Linked DNA regions of Mus musculus: region 2 is linked to region 1. A link is a contact called in public Hi-C data. All regions are on one chromosome and are shown on one strand. The core of a region is the stretch at or near the end of the contact, and the rest is flanking DNA. Distances in the headings are between cores, read along the strand shown. Region 1 overlaps Adgrb2 (adhesion G protein-coupled receptor B2). Region 2 overlaps Col16a1 (collagen, type XVI, alpha 1).

Region 1 (7,195 bases), core at 997-3,496:
GACAGCTAAGGTAGTCTTCATGAACACACATGTACACACACTTGCATATATGCACATGTGTGTGCAGACACAGATCCACAAAGCCAAAACACCTAGGTAGTTCCCAGAGGCTGTGCCCATCCTCAGACCTTGGCAGTCCCCAACTATGACAGTTAAAGTTTCTAAGTCTGGGCACCTGCTGGCAGGAGCTGACCTCAGTATCTGTCTCCCCAGGCCTCCACTTGCTGTCACCTCCCGGGTGATGACAGTGACTGTGCGTCCCCCCACCCAGCCTCCAGCTGAGCCCCTCATTACAGTGGAACTCTCGTACATCATCAATGTGAGTGAGGGCCCGGATGGGGACCCGAGCTATCTGCCCACACAGGCGTGAGGCCTATCTCAGGGAGGTGGTCTGTGTTGGACGGTGGGTGTGGCTTGTGTGAGAGCTGCTGTGGCGGGCCTGATGATGGCCGGGCATGGTATGCTGCTCACCCGAGACTGCACGCATCTCTTTGTTCTCCAGGGCACCACCGATCCCCACTGTGCCAGCTGGGACTACTCCAGAGCGTGAGTTGGGGCAACCCTAGACCCTCTCATCAGAAATGGTCTCCCATCTAGAAGGTCAAAGGGTTCCTTGGTGCCATCCTAGGTCTGAGGGGGTCAAGAGCACATCTTGGGGCTCCTTGCTGTAGCTTTGGGATTACAGAGCTGGGCTCTGGGTTCATGCCACCTCTCCCTCCTCCAAGAGATACCAACTCGGGGGACTGGAACACTGAGAGCTGCCAGACCTTGGAGACCCAGGCGGCTCACACCCGCTGCCAGTGCCAGCACCTGTCCACCTTTGCCGTCCTGGCCCAGCCACCCAAGGACCTGGTGAGTGGGAGAGAGGCCTGGGCTGCTGGAGGCATCCGGGTGACCCCAAATGCAGCCCTGGACAGATGTACCTGGGCCTGCACATGGGAAGGGGGGGCAGTTGCTCGCAGTCATGACACTTGCTCCAGAGCATGTGGCAGTAGGTGAGTGTGAGCTCGTGTGCACATGTGTGCAGCTGGTTGTGTCTGGAAGCATGTGGATGAATGGGTGTAAATACATCTGTGCATGTGTGCCCTCCTGCACGTGAGGAGCATGCCTGCTTGCGTCCGACAGGGAGACTGGGTGCCCGACCTTTACCCTCTCCCAGCAACCCGTCTCCCACAGACCCTGGAGCTGGCAGGTGCTCCCTCTGTCCCCCTGGTGATCGGCTGTGCAGTGTCCTGCATGGCTCTGCTCACCCTGCTGGCCATCTATGCAGCCTTCTGGAGGTAAGTCGGAAGCTGAGCAGGATGGGAGGTGGCTGGCTCTCCAGGGTTAGGCAGGCAGCCAATGCCTCTGCCTCTGCCCACTGTGCCCTGTCAGGTTTATAAAATCAGAACGCTCCATCATCTTGCTGAACTTCTGCCTGTCCATCCTGGCTTCCAACATTCTGATCCTGGTGGGCCAGTCCCGGGTGCTGAGCAAGGCAGGTGCAGGCTCCTGGGGGTGTGTGGGAAGGGGCCTAAAGGGAGGAGGGGGAGGAAGAGGAGGAGGAAGAGGAGGAAGAGGAAGGGGAGGAGGAGGAGGGTGCCTGCAAGTGAGGGGAGGTGGTTATTATTTTTTAATTATTTTTCTTTTCATTTTATGTGCATTGGTGTCTTGCCTGCATGCATGTCTGAATGAGGGAATCAGTTCCCCTGCAACTGGAGTTGCAGACAGTTGTGAGCTGCCATGGGTGCTGGGAATTGAACCTGAGTCCTCTAGAAGAGCAGCTAGTGCTCTCTCTTAACCACTGAGCTATCCTGCGAGTAGATGTTTGCAGGCATTCATTCAGACCCTATGGTGGAGAAGGCGTGTGTGAAGTCAGGTGCAGGCGTACTTGAAGGTGTTGCTCTGTGTGTGTGTGTGTGTGTGTGTGTGCGCTGAGTAATGAGTGTTTGTATACATCAGTTAGTGTGTGCATGAGTGCCTAGGTGCATGTGTGTTTGGCGGGAGGCATCGGATGCCACCTCTTGTCTGTGAGTTCTCCATCTGCCTGTGGATGCTCCATGCTGACTGTCCCTCCTACCTGACTTGGCCTTCCCTGCACAGTTTGAGCACTGTGAGAGCCAGGTGTGGGGTTCTGCTCGGCCATGACGTAGCAAGTGCTCATGTCTGTGCGTGGGTGGCCTGCCTGCCCGCCTCCCCGGATGCCTAGTGCTGTGTGCATGTCACCAGGCCTGTGTCGTGCTGTGTGTGGGTGCAGGAAGGCGGGGGTGCCTGGCAGGGCTCTGGTGGGGGAGGGGGACTCAGGTAGGCGGCTGGCCATGCAGTGCCTAGGCCTAGCAGTCATTGTGGGAAGCTGACAGCTCCCACCCTGGCCACTGCTCAGGGCCACTCCCTCCTATTACCTCTCCCTGCAGGGCGTATGCACCATGACGGCTGCCTTCCTACACTTCTTCTTTCTGTCCTCCTTTTGCTGGGTGCTTACAGAGGCCTGGCAATCCTATCTGGCTGTCATCGGGCGGATGCGCACCCGCCTGGTTCGCAAGCGCTTCCTCTGCCTGGGCTGGGGTGAGCAAGGCCGGTGCTGAACTCTGCTGTTGGGCCTGGAGTGGCAGGGAAAGCCAGGATGTGCTGCTGCCTGGACTCCGGCCCAGCTCTCTGGGGATGGGGGTCAGTTGGGTTGGAGAATGATACGGAGGTGTCGCCTGAGCACCTGCAGCCTTCTCACCTGTAACTCTGTCCCCAGGTCTACCTGCCCTGGTGGTGGCTGTGTCTGTTGGCTTTACTCGCACCAAAGGATATGGTACATCCAGCTAGTACGTGCGCCTCCATTGGTGAGGGTGGGGGTGGAGAGGTTTGTGGGTCTGTTGGAGGGAATTGAACTGGGCTTTAGGTCTTCTCAGGCTGAGGTCTTCACCTATACTTATTGTGGCAGATCTTTGGGTAAACTCCCTTCACACTGAGCCTCAGTTTCCCTGGCTGTAAAAGGACAAAGGACATGTTGGGATTTGGTCATTTCTAAGCATCACTGCACTTAGGGGTCAGCCCACTTGTATTTCTGGGGGGGGGGGGGCCCGATGTGAGTCTCTGTGGGAGAGGAAACAGACTTATCAAGACATGGCTGTGTCTCTCCACGCCCGGAGGCTTAGTGTCTACTGGTGATGTGGGCGTGGCTGTCCAGGGAGTGAGGATGCAGGGAGGAAGGGCTTGCTGGGAGTCTGATTTCTTCTTTTCTCCCCTACCCCAGCTGCTGGCTGTCCCTAGAGGGCGGCCTGCTCTATGCCTTCGTGGGTCCAGCAGCAGTCATTGTCCTGGTATGTGCATGCTCCTTTCAGCATCCAGGGAGGGATGTGGCCCCAGAAGGTCATCGTCTCCTTTTGCCTTCTCCCCGACTTCCAGCTCTCCGCGTGGGTGTGCTTGCCCTGAGGGCACCTGGTGACCCTGTCTTTCCCTTTCGCCTCCCCCGGGCCCCCAGGTGAACATGCTCATCGGGATTATCGTCTTCAACAAGCTCATGGCTCGCGATGGCGTCTCAGACAAATCTAAGAAGCAGAGGGCTGGGTAAGGGGAGGGTCTCAGTCACTCAGCCTTCCTGGGCGGCATGTGGGGAGGGGGAGCCGAGGACACCTCGGAGACTCAGGGCTTGCTGATGCCAACCCAGGCTCCCCAACCTTGGGACATCAAGGGTGCAGGCAAGGTGGGCACCCGGAGTGCTCGGCGGCAGACCCTCGCCCACCCTAACCCAGCTCTCTCTCTCTCATCTGCCCTCCCCTCCCACCCTTCTCGGGGCTCATTCTGCCCCATCTCCCGGTTTCCCATGTGTTTCCCCCTTCTCCCGTGTCTGTGCCGCCCCCCCGAGGTCGGAGCGGTGCCCCTGGGCCAGCCTGCTCCTTCCCTGCTCAGCGTGTGGAGCGGTCCCCAGCCCCCTGCTCAGCTCAGCCTCGGCCAGGAATGCCATGTTAGTTGTGCCCCCTGGGGGGCGGTGGGGGCGGGCAGGGGCTAAGGAATGGGAGGGCAGTGCCCACGGTGGGGATTGGGAGGGATATCAGCCCAGTGCCTTGGAGAGCTTGCCCTGCCCCTGCCCCCCGAACTGCTGTACGCTCCCTGGAGCTCAGGGATGAAGTGGCTGAGGACAATGGGACACCCCCCCCTCCATAGGGCACTGTGGTGCCCTGCTCACCCTGCCCTCTGGTCCCTGCCCCGGCTCTGGCTTAATTTACTTACTACACAGGCACAGCTGCAGACCCCCCCCCCCACCAACCTCAAGGCCCTGAGAATCGTAGTCCTTTAGAATTTTTGAGCTATTAAAACTTTCAATTTAGAATGGGAGAATCTTCGACTAAGACAATCAGACACTTCAGAGTGTTCGAATGACTGAAACACACTTATCTGTCATAGAATCTGACTTGAATTTCAGAGGCCTTGGACCTCACAATCACAGGCAGAATCATACAGGGAGACAATCACTTCACTGAGACACCCCAACCTAGCAGCTAGGAATCTTAAAACCTCAGCTATTCAAGATGATTACAAAGGTTCAATCCTCCTACCAGGGCTGGAAGTCCACCTGAGTCACCCCAACCAGTGGGGGCACACCTTTGTCACACTCCCCAGGGGTCCTGTGGAGGCGTCTAGTGCTATGGAGCTCCGTGATGCTCACAGAGCGTGACATCCCTCTGCTTTGGGCTACCACATCCCTATGCCCAGTCTGCTGAACTAGCAGATCAAAGAGTGGGCCTCAGAGTCTGCCGCCAAGCTGGATTTTTGTCCCAGCTCTCCTCTCCCGGTCCAGCTGGGCACACTCCAGTCTCCTCATCTGTCAATTGGGATACTGGTCCCCCGGCCTGTTTGTTGGAGTTGTTTTGATCACAATTTGAAATAATCTATGTAAAGTGTTCAGTGGAGGGCCTGGCAGAAAATTGCTGGTTAATCAATGGCAGCTCTTATTACTGTGATTAGAGCATCTCTGGTTCTTGGCTCCGCCTCCAGGGCTTGACAGACACTGTGCCTCCTCCACCCCAACCTTGCCTGGCTCAACAGCCCTGAACCTCTCTTCACAGGACAGGCCTTGGGCCCCTGCCCACCCATCTTTCTGCCTCAGCCTCTGGCTGTCTCTGCAGAATGGTGCCACCCTGCCCTGTCTGGAGCTGTGCCTGACTCTCCACAGGGGGTGCTGCGGGTGTGGTAGAGTGGGCTGGGTGTGGCTCCTTCTATCTCCTGTTCCTCATGGGCTATAGTAGTTGCTGGGGATGGAGACCAGTCTGTTGGCCACTGCCTGCCTGCCTTTTTTTCTCTGTAAGGAGGCCAGGGATTCGTGGGCGTGGTTCTGACCCCGGCTACGACCCTTTTGCCCTGGGTTCTGAGCAACCATCAGGAGCCAGCGGCTCCTCCACGCCTCCACCTGGCTGGGCTTGGCCCCATCTTCTCTACAAGGATTTGTGCTGTGGTGTTCCACATGCTCTGCCTGTTCAGTCTTGCTGTCTGGGCGTCTGTCTGTCTCATACTCCTCTTACCGTGGTGGTCACCTTTCTTTGGTCTTTTGCTCCTTCTCTCCCCAGCCGACTGTCTTGGAATCTCTGGGGATATGGCTCTCAACTGTGTCTTTTTCCAAAGCTTCCAAGGTGCATGTTGGGCCTGACGTCCCCCCCCCCACCCCCATTTGCTACTGTCTGCCCTTGGTTCCCTCCTGTTTCCGCCTTCCTCACCTCTGCGTCCCAGTGTCACATCTGTGCCTGCTGAGTCCCACTGTGTCTGTGTGTCCACCCCTCCTACCTCTCATGGCCCCTGCTCTGGCCCTGTAGTTCCATCTTTGTCCTCTGTTTCCTCCCACCCCCCAAGTTCCTTGGCCCCTCTCTGCTTGGAAACACTCCTGAGGTCCTCGAGTCTGGGGCCCTGCCAGTCCCCAAGCTGAGTGGAGACCCAGGCTCCCACCATCCTGTCCTGCAGAGTGTCCCGCTGACAGACCTTCCGCTGCTGTCCCTCTCAGGGCTTCACTCTGGAGTTCCTGCGTGGTACTGCCTCTCCTGGCGCTTACCTGGATGTCTGCCGTCCTGGCCATGACAGATCGCCGCTCCGTCCTCTTCCAGGCACTCTTTGCCGTTTTCAACTCTGCACAAGGCTTTGTCATCACCGCTGTGCACTGCTTCCTGCGCCGAGAGGTGGCTAGGCTCTTCTTGTTTGCCACACCCTCCCCCCACCCGCCATGCTGGGCTCTGGCTTCTCCTCCACTGTGTGGTACAGGGTGACCAGGGTGCTTCAGGCCCTTGGTGAGGGCGCTTATAGCTCAGATAGCCCTCAAGGCCTGGGTCTCCTTCAGTTTCTCCTCCCTGACATCTCAGCCTATCCCTGTCTCTCCTTCTACCTCTAGTCTGGACACCTGGGGTGGGAAACCCTGCCCACTATTGTGGGGGTACTATGGGGGCTTCAGGCTCAGCTGGCATTTCCTGCCCCTAGGTCCAGGATGTGGTAAAGTGTCAGATGGGTGTGTGTCGGGCTGATGAGAGTGAAGACTCCCCAGACTCGTGCAAGAACGGGCAGCTGCAGATCCTGGTGAGCGAGGAGGCCCAAGCAGATCCCTTCCGCCATAAGTTCCTTACCTTCCCCATCCCATCTGAGACAGAGACTGGGTTCAAGTTACGCTCAGCTTCTGACTGCGAGGAGGCTCTGGGCAAAGGCTCCCCCCACCCCCGTTCAGTTTGCTCCCTACAGTGTGAGGCCATGTTGGGTGGTACCTCTCAGGTGGGAGGACAGAGGAGCTGGGGAGGAAGAACTTAAGCCTTTCCCACCCTGACACATCTCTCCTCCCTCTGCCAACCTGCTCTCTCCCTCTCCACCTATAGTCAGACTTTGAAAAGGACGTGGATCTGGCTTGTCAGACAGGTGAGTCTGTTGGACTGATTTAAGAAGCTGTAGGCGTGGGCAAGACAAGACGCCCCGTACGCTGTCATAGTAGCCCTGATGGGGACCAGACTGCTAGTGTCCTGTTTTGACATTAGACAGGAACAGGTTATATTTACATCTGGGAAGGCCAATTATCACTTGCCTCTGGGCAAAAAAAAAAAAAAAAAAAATCCCTCTCTAAGCCTCAGCTATCCACCTGTAAGGGAGAAAAATAGCATCGTCTCGGGTCAGGAGGGAGGCCCAGGGCTAACATGAGTTAGTGGACATCGAGTTTACAGCAGGGGCCTCGGTGTATGTTGGCTGCTGCATTCTTCCATCA
Region 2 (6,198 bases), core at 3,370-5,869, 71 kb after region 1:
CATCCCCCCTCAAGCTCCCACCCCCCACCCCCTGCAACAGGGAATCCCCTTTGCCGTCATTGTCCTCAGCAGCAGCCAGCACCCAAGTATCTGCTTCCTTCAGGAACACGCCACAGGTGTGAACTGAGCACCGACTATGCGCCAGCCGTGTTCCATCTGTAACTGTTCACCTCGCCTCTAGGACATAAGTGCCACGAAGCGGGGATTTTAATGTTTTGTTTATGGCTATGTTTCCAGCCCCTGGGCTTTTGCCCGGGCACATAATAGCTGCTCAATAAATGCTTGTTGGATGACTGAATGAACTGAAGGAAAGGCCATTTCAGCATCAGCTAAGTGGTTCTGCCTCGGCGGCGGCAGCTCTCTCTGGTCTGCAACTGCAGGGAGCTGGAAGAAGGTGTGGAACCGTGGGCCGCCGTGGCGCCTCCTCATCTTCACCTTCTTCATCCACTTCCTTTGGTTTCTTCTGCAGGGTCCACCTGGCATGAGGGGCTCTCCCGGTCCTCCAGGCCCTATTGTAAGTATCCCTGGTATCCTGGTCCGTTTGAACAGCTCTCAGAAAGTCCTAACCCACACACCATTCTGCAGCCAGGCAGGGACACCCACTGTCCCTACCTTCCCCTCTTGAGAGCATCTTTTGGGGGCTGTGCTCTCCCTCTTGGAATACCCTGAAGCACCCTGCTCTGCCCCAGTCCCTGTGGATCCGCTTAGGGAAAGCCCTCGGGGGGCATGCATTCAGGTCCCCCTCCTCTTCCCCGCTGCATTTAGTACCACACGAGGGACCCAGGCCAGCATGGTATATGTATGCAGCCAGATCTCTCTACTCAACTCAACACTAGTTCTTACAAAGGCTTGGGGATGGTCCCCTCCATAGCTCTATGAGGCCATCTCTAGGGGAGTCTACAAACACCAGGCCAGGGGTCTCTACCCAGAATTCTCAGGGATGTTGGTGAAGCATGAAAGATGTGGCTAGGAAAATGGAAAGTGCTGGTGATATGTTCTTTGTCGAAGAAAAATGGAGGCCTTGGGGCTACTCACCTGAGGGGCCTTGGTGATTGGGTAGTAGGGGAGGGGTGCAGAACTAGAATGAAGATAATCTGTACTCCACCAGAGGCCGACTTGGGGAGCCCTGGGAAGGGTCTCCTGGCTGGGGAGGCTGCTGCTCTCTCTGCCTGTTGGGGCCCCATTTAGGGTAACAGTGGCCACCTTCTGCTAAGGTTCCTTTCCAGTGACCTTGAAAAACTCCCCGCCAAGGCTCCCTGGCTGCAGACTCTAGGCTCCCCCAGGGTGACCGCTCTTGTGAGATGTGACCTGCCTGTTTCTCCCACCAGGGCCCCCCAGGTTTTCCTGGTGCTGTTGGCTCCCCCGGATTGCCCGTAAGAACCTAGCAGCACTCCACCCCCCTTCCTGCCAGCCAGGTCTCTGTGGCTTCCGCTTGTCGTTCCCCCCGTCCCCGGTTGTGCCATCTCCTCTACCCCCTTCGTGTCCTGGTGTTCTGTTCATTGTCCTCCACAGACATGGTAGCTAACGACACAGGTTCCCTTAGGTCCCTGCAGCTCGGCTCTCTGGTCTCTGACCTCTTCGCACTCCCTTCGGCCTCTCCTTCTCACCCCCTCCATTTTCCTTGCCCACACACATCACTTCCCCTCTGTCCCCAAGCCTCTTTTACCTTCTCACTGGAAGTTGGTGCCTCTAAGAAGGGAGCCCCTTTATCTCTCCCGGCTCGGCTCCTGCTTCCCACCACTGCCGGGTGGACTGAAGATTTGCTGAAAGTAGTTCTTGGGGCCCTGCCAGGCGCCTGGCTCTGAGCCTGGCAGAGATGCCAAAGCTTTAGGGCTTCACACTGCAGGCTGGCACAGGTCAGCTGCCCTGCTGCCTGGTAGGACTGTCCAGAGGCACTCTGGGCATTCACAGGCAGCTCTGTGTGCACCCTTCCCTGCGGCTAGAGGGAACCCATGGCCTCCTCTTCTTCCCTCTTCCTTGGCTCCAGGCCGAGTCTGCTCCAAGACTGGGCATGTGGTACCAGCCTGCTGGGTTTCTGGTGTTAGGGCCCTGCCCCACTGTGTCTAGGGCCTTGGGCTGATCCTTCTGCCAGGTGTCGTTAATTGCTCTGTCTTGTCACCGTCATTGTCACAGGTGTGTTTAAATCGTAACCCCTCCCCCATCCTCACTGTTGCTCCTTCCCGGGTCATGGAAGCTAAACCCCTTGTTTGTTGGATTCGTGTTCCCCCGGGCTGGCTCCTGCCCTCCCAGGAGTGGCGGTGGAGGCCAGGGGCCAGGGCCCCTCCTTGTCACATTTCCATCTGTTCCCATGTCTTTATCCCTGGCCGGACCATGTCTGTTTCTGCTTGCTTGGGTGAAGAGGCCATCTGTCTGTCTAGCCATCTGTCTTGTGTCATGGAGAGGTTTGGGTACCACTTCTAGCAGGTACGAGGGAGAAGGGGGCAGCCGAGATGTTTTCAGTGTTGGAGATCAGGGTGAGGAATGAGGGGCTTCCATGGAAACTAATGTCCCCGTTACTGAGTGCCATGGGATTGCTCTGGAGAGAGCCCTCTCCTTCCTGTTCCTTGTATCCCTAAAGAGGGTGATTTGGGTTTGGGTGGGAATCGGGACAGGTAAGTGCCATGGTGACATAGAGAAGAACATCATTTGTGGGGGCACCTATCCTGACAGCCCCCCTCTGAAGGAGCACACATCTCCTAAAGATGCACCCCCAGACAGCCTCTGGCGTAGGAAATGACCGTGAAGGTTACCTGGGGGCCGCCCTGTCTGCCGCTCACTTGAGCAAATGTGTCCCTGCAGCCGCCTCTCTGGAAGCTGTGCTCCTCACAGGCACCCATACGTCTGGACTTAACTCTTCCAGGGTACACCCGAGACAGTCACTTTGCCAGGGACACTGGGTCACCACCACTGGTGACCTTTGTGCAGAGTGGGAAGAGGCAGGCGTGGGGCAGGGAAGAACGTGGGCTAGGTAGGGGTTAGCCTCCTCTGCAGTTCCTCATGGTTTCTCTCTCTAAGGGGCTTCAAGGGGAGCGAGGCCTCACGGGCCTGACTGGAGACAAAGGAGAACCGGTAAGAAGAGGCTGAGGAGCCCGGTGGAGCTGGTGGAGGGGCAGCCACTGAGTAGAAGTAGGGAGGTAGCCTTCTTTTGAAATTCTCAGCCTGGATCAGAAGGGCTGAAGGCTACAAAAGAAAGGGCCACACACCCCCTGGATCCAAGCAACTGGGTGCCCATGCGCGCCTACACCCTAGGAGCACACACAGCTCTGGCTCCTGTATGCCATTGCCAGTGGGCCCTCCCCTTCCCTCCGCCCGTAGCACTTGTGCACCCTTCTTGTACACCTGGTTCCCCCACCTCACTCTGGGCCTCCTTTCCTGCTCTGTTCCCAGGGCTCAGGTGAGCCTGGGGCTTTGACCCCTAGCCAAGAGAACCTGGGCTTGGGGAATGGCCCAGAGTAGTCACCGTGTGCAAGGGCGGGCACCTACTGGATGGCAGAGCCAGGTACTCAGGCTTGGGTCACAGAAATGTTGCGGGCTGGTCCCTCATCATGTCTGCCTTTCTTTGCAGGGTCCTCCAGGACAACCTGGCTACCCAGGTGCCATGGGCCCCCCAGGACTGCCTGTGAGTAAGAGAGCTCTGGTTCTGGGGGTACGGGAGGTACAGGCTGGTGGTGAAAACAGGCGGGGTGCCCCTCAACTGGGTCCCTTCTTTCCCGGCATTCAGTCTCGGCCAGGCTGTCCATATTGACCCCTACCCCACTTTGGCTCCCTTGGTAATATGGCTGGCCACCACCACTTTGATGGGAAGGAAGGAAGGGAACACTGTTGGAAGCTATTATGAGTCCCAGGCTCAGAAAGAACTGAGATTTGCTTCCTACGGGGATTTAGGGGAGAGAGGTAGACATCTGAGAGGTGCCACCCCTTGCAAAGGTGCCCTCGGGGTGGGTATGTCCCACTTTCCAGCGTGGGCCACAGTGGCAGGTGGGAGGCCTTACTGGCCACCATCTCTTCTCTCTCATCCCCTACTTTGGTGCCCTGAGCCTTCAGGTGCCAGTCTGGGCCCCAGTTGCACCCCCACCCCGCCCCTGCCCCACCCCACCCCCACATCTTGCATTAGCACCATGGTAGGCAGGCCACAGAGCTAATTCTGCTGTTGCTCATCAGGGTATCAAGGGAGAGCGAGGATACACTGGCCCCTCGGGAGAGAAGGGCGAATCGGTAAGCTGCAGCATGGGTATGGATGTGAGGTGAGCGTCAAGCAGGGTGCCCCCCCACCCCCACCGCCACCTTCATCCGCTGGACTGGAGATCTTCCTGTGAGGAGGAGCCAGTGACCCCTGCTGCCCCTGCCCCAGTCACTCCAGCTGCTGCTCTGCACAGGCTGGTGGCTGCGGAGGCGGAGGCAGAGGCTGTGAGGAGATCCTAGCAGGCTTCTTGCAGAGAAGTCAGAGGGAAAGGGCCCAGTCAGCTGGCAGAATTCCCCTCTCCTGCCAAATCAGGGCCAGGAATTTTTTTCTTCTTCTTCTTCTTCTTCTATTGAGGCCACCTTCATGGGGGTCCTACACTGAAGGAAGGAGCTGAGGACTGCTAGCATATGAAGTCACAGGCTCCTGAGTGACATGACTCACCCAGAGGCCTGCAGCCAGCCAGGGAGTGAGTTAGTGGTGGAGGAGGGCTGGGCTGGAGTCCATGTCTATCTGCTGAAGAACCTCAGCCCTCATAGCCGGGATCTGCTAAGCTAGAGCTGGAGCCATCTCTCCCCTTCTCACAAACGCCAGCCAGGCCAACCCTGTCACTCTTCTACTCTGCCACAGGATGGTCTCCTAGGCAGGCTGGGTGCTGCGAGTCCTTCTGAGGGGTCTGCACTGAGCAAAAAAGGCCCTGTGAGCCCTGCCCTGCAGCAAGAAGCAGATAAAAACATGTATGGATAGAAAGATAGATGGATGGATGGATGGATGGATGGATGGATGGATGGATGGATGGATGGATGGATGGATGGATGGATGGACGGACGGGCAGACAGACAGACAGACAGACAGACACAGACAAGAATGTTGAGAGCTGAGAGCCCTGAGCAGAGTGGGGCTCGGGTAGCATGATGATGCTGTAGAAGAGGGAAAGGGGGTCCTTCCCCAAGGAGGATCAGGGGAGGATGGAGCTGTGCCAGGTCCACGGAGCAGGAGGTCATGGGTGGGTCCTGGCAGGGACAGCATTGGTTTCCTGAGGGTTCAGGACACATGGAAGGAGAGGTGAATGGTGGGCATTCCAGAGAGAGGAAATAGCCATGCCCAGGCTCGAGGGTGCGACCCAACAGAGCGTGTTCAGGGTACAGCAGTCTGCACAGAGCGAAAGCATAGCGGAGGGAGCAGGGAGAGGGGTGTGAAGCAGGGAAGGGTGGCTGGTGATAGATTACAGGATGCCTGTAAACCCAGCCTCAGTGGGAAGCGTATGCCTCATTCATTAGACAGAGGGGAGCCCCGGAAGGCTTTTGAGCCAGCGAGTGACACAGTCAGAGCTGGACCTACACAAGAGAGATTAGCTCATAATTTTTGGCCAGATTGCTGTAGGCCAGGAGGTAGCAGGATTAGTTAGCGGGCTGGTTCCAGGGAACTGAAGGGCCAGGTGGAGAGGACACCCCTACCTCGTGCTCTGCCCACCCCCAGGGCCTCACTCCTCATGTTTCTGAGTGACTGATTCTGTTACTTTGCGTCCCCAGGGCCCACCAGGATCTGAAGGCCTTCCAGGTCCCCAAGGTCCAGCGGTGAGTGCCGGGCACGGGGTGGGGTGGGGTGGGGTGGGGTGGAGAGTGGGGGTGGGGGTGGGGGAGTGCCCTGGCCTCTCCCTGCGGCCCAAGAGACAGGAAGACTGGGTTCTCATCTGCATTCTCCTCTGTGGCAACAGGGTCCCCGAGGAGAGCGAGGCCCCCAGGGGAGCTCTGGAGAGAAGGGTGACCAGGTGAGCATTGTCTGGGAGGTTGAGGGGACTTCACCTGCTGCCCATCTAGGACAGACTGGAGGACAAGGACAAAGCTTGCAGACTTGAGGCTACCCCAGCCTGTTCCTCTTTCCACCAAGTGTCCAAGAAGGGGGGGCTGACCTCCTCATTTCTTCCCTTAGGGATTTCAAGGCCAGCCAGGCTTCCCAGGCCCACCGGTGAGTAAAGACACAGAAGTTCCCTGTAAGGCGGTCCCACTGGGAGGAGC

Evidence for each region. A called contact is a pair of places that touch in the nucleus more often than the background predicts.
Region 2: a contact with region 1 is called in a Hi-C map of cerebral cortex, with 2.5 times the contacts expected there. The contact joins two enhancer-like sites. A contact is called at or near these places in 1 of 15 datasets of contacts at CTCF or cohesin (the NIH/3T3 cell line), 10 of 484 Hi-C or Micro-C datasets (Th2 cells, bone marrow-derived macrophages, cerebral cortex and 6 more), 4 of 115 datasets of contacts at active chromatin or transcription factors (embryonic stem cells and oligodendrocyte precursor cells) and 4 of 9 other capture datasets (adipose tissue, embryonic stem cells, liver and 1 more).

What each region holds. Positions count from the first base shown.
Region 1 is chr4:130,011,100-130,018,294 of GRCm38.p6, forward strand. Adgrb2 (adhesion G protein-coupled receptor B2) reads left to right here. Exons shown (of 30, transcript NM_001290715.2): 14 at 214-319; 15 at 503-546; 16 at 726-852; 17 at 1,177-1,280; 18 at 1,375-1,477; 19 at 2,394-2,544; 20 at 2,723-2,792; 21 at 3,224-3,290; 22 at 3,452-3,537; 23 at 3,836-3,934; 24 at 5,963-6,134; 25 at 6,430-6,525; 26 at 6,816-6,855. Among named protein-coding and RNA genes, the nearest start is that of Adgrb2, 30 kb to the left of the region's middle. Within about 2 kb of position 2,247, at least 16 of the 459 cell types and tissues checked have an H3K27ac peak or open chromatin away from gene starts, as enhancers often do. A contact at or near this core is called in cerebral cortex, where this site is marked.
Region 2 is chr4:130,080,107-130,086,304 of GRCm38.p6, forward strand. It overlaps Col16a1 (collagen, type XVI, alpha 1), which reads left to right. Exons shown (of 70, transcript NM_028266.5): 48 at 470-514; 49 at 3,016-3,069; 50 at 3,566-3,619; 51 at 4,162-4,215; 52 at 5,713-5,757; 53 at 5,898-5,951; 54 at 6,113-6,148. Among named protein-coding and RNA genes, the nearest start is that of Gm46871, 4.0 kb to the left of the region's middle. Within about 2 kb of position 4,620, at least 28 of the 459 cell types and tissues checked have an H3K27ac peak or open chromatin away from gene starts, as enhancers often do. A contact at or near this core is called in cerebral cortex, where this site is marked.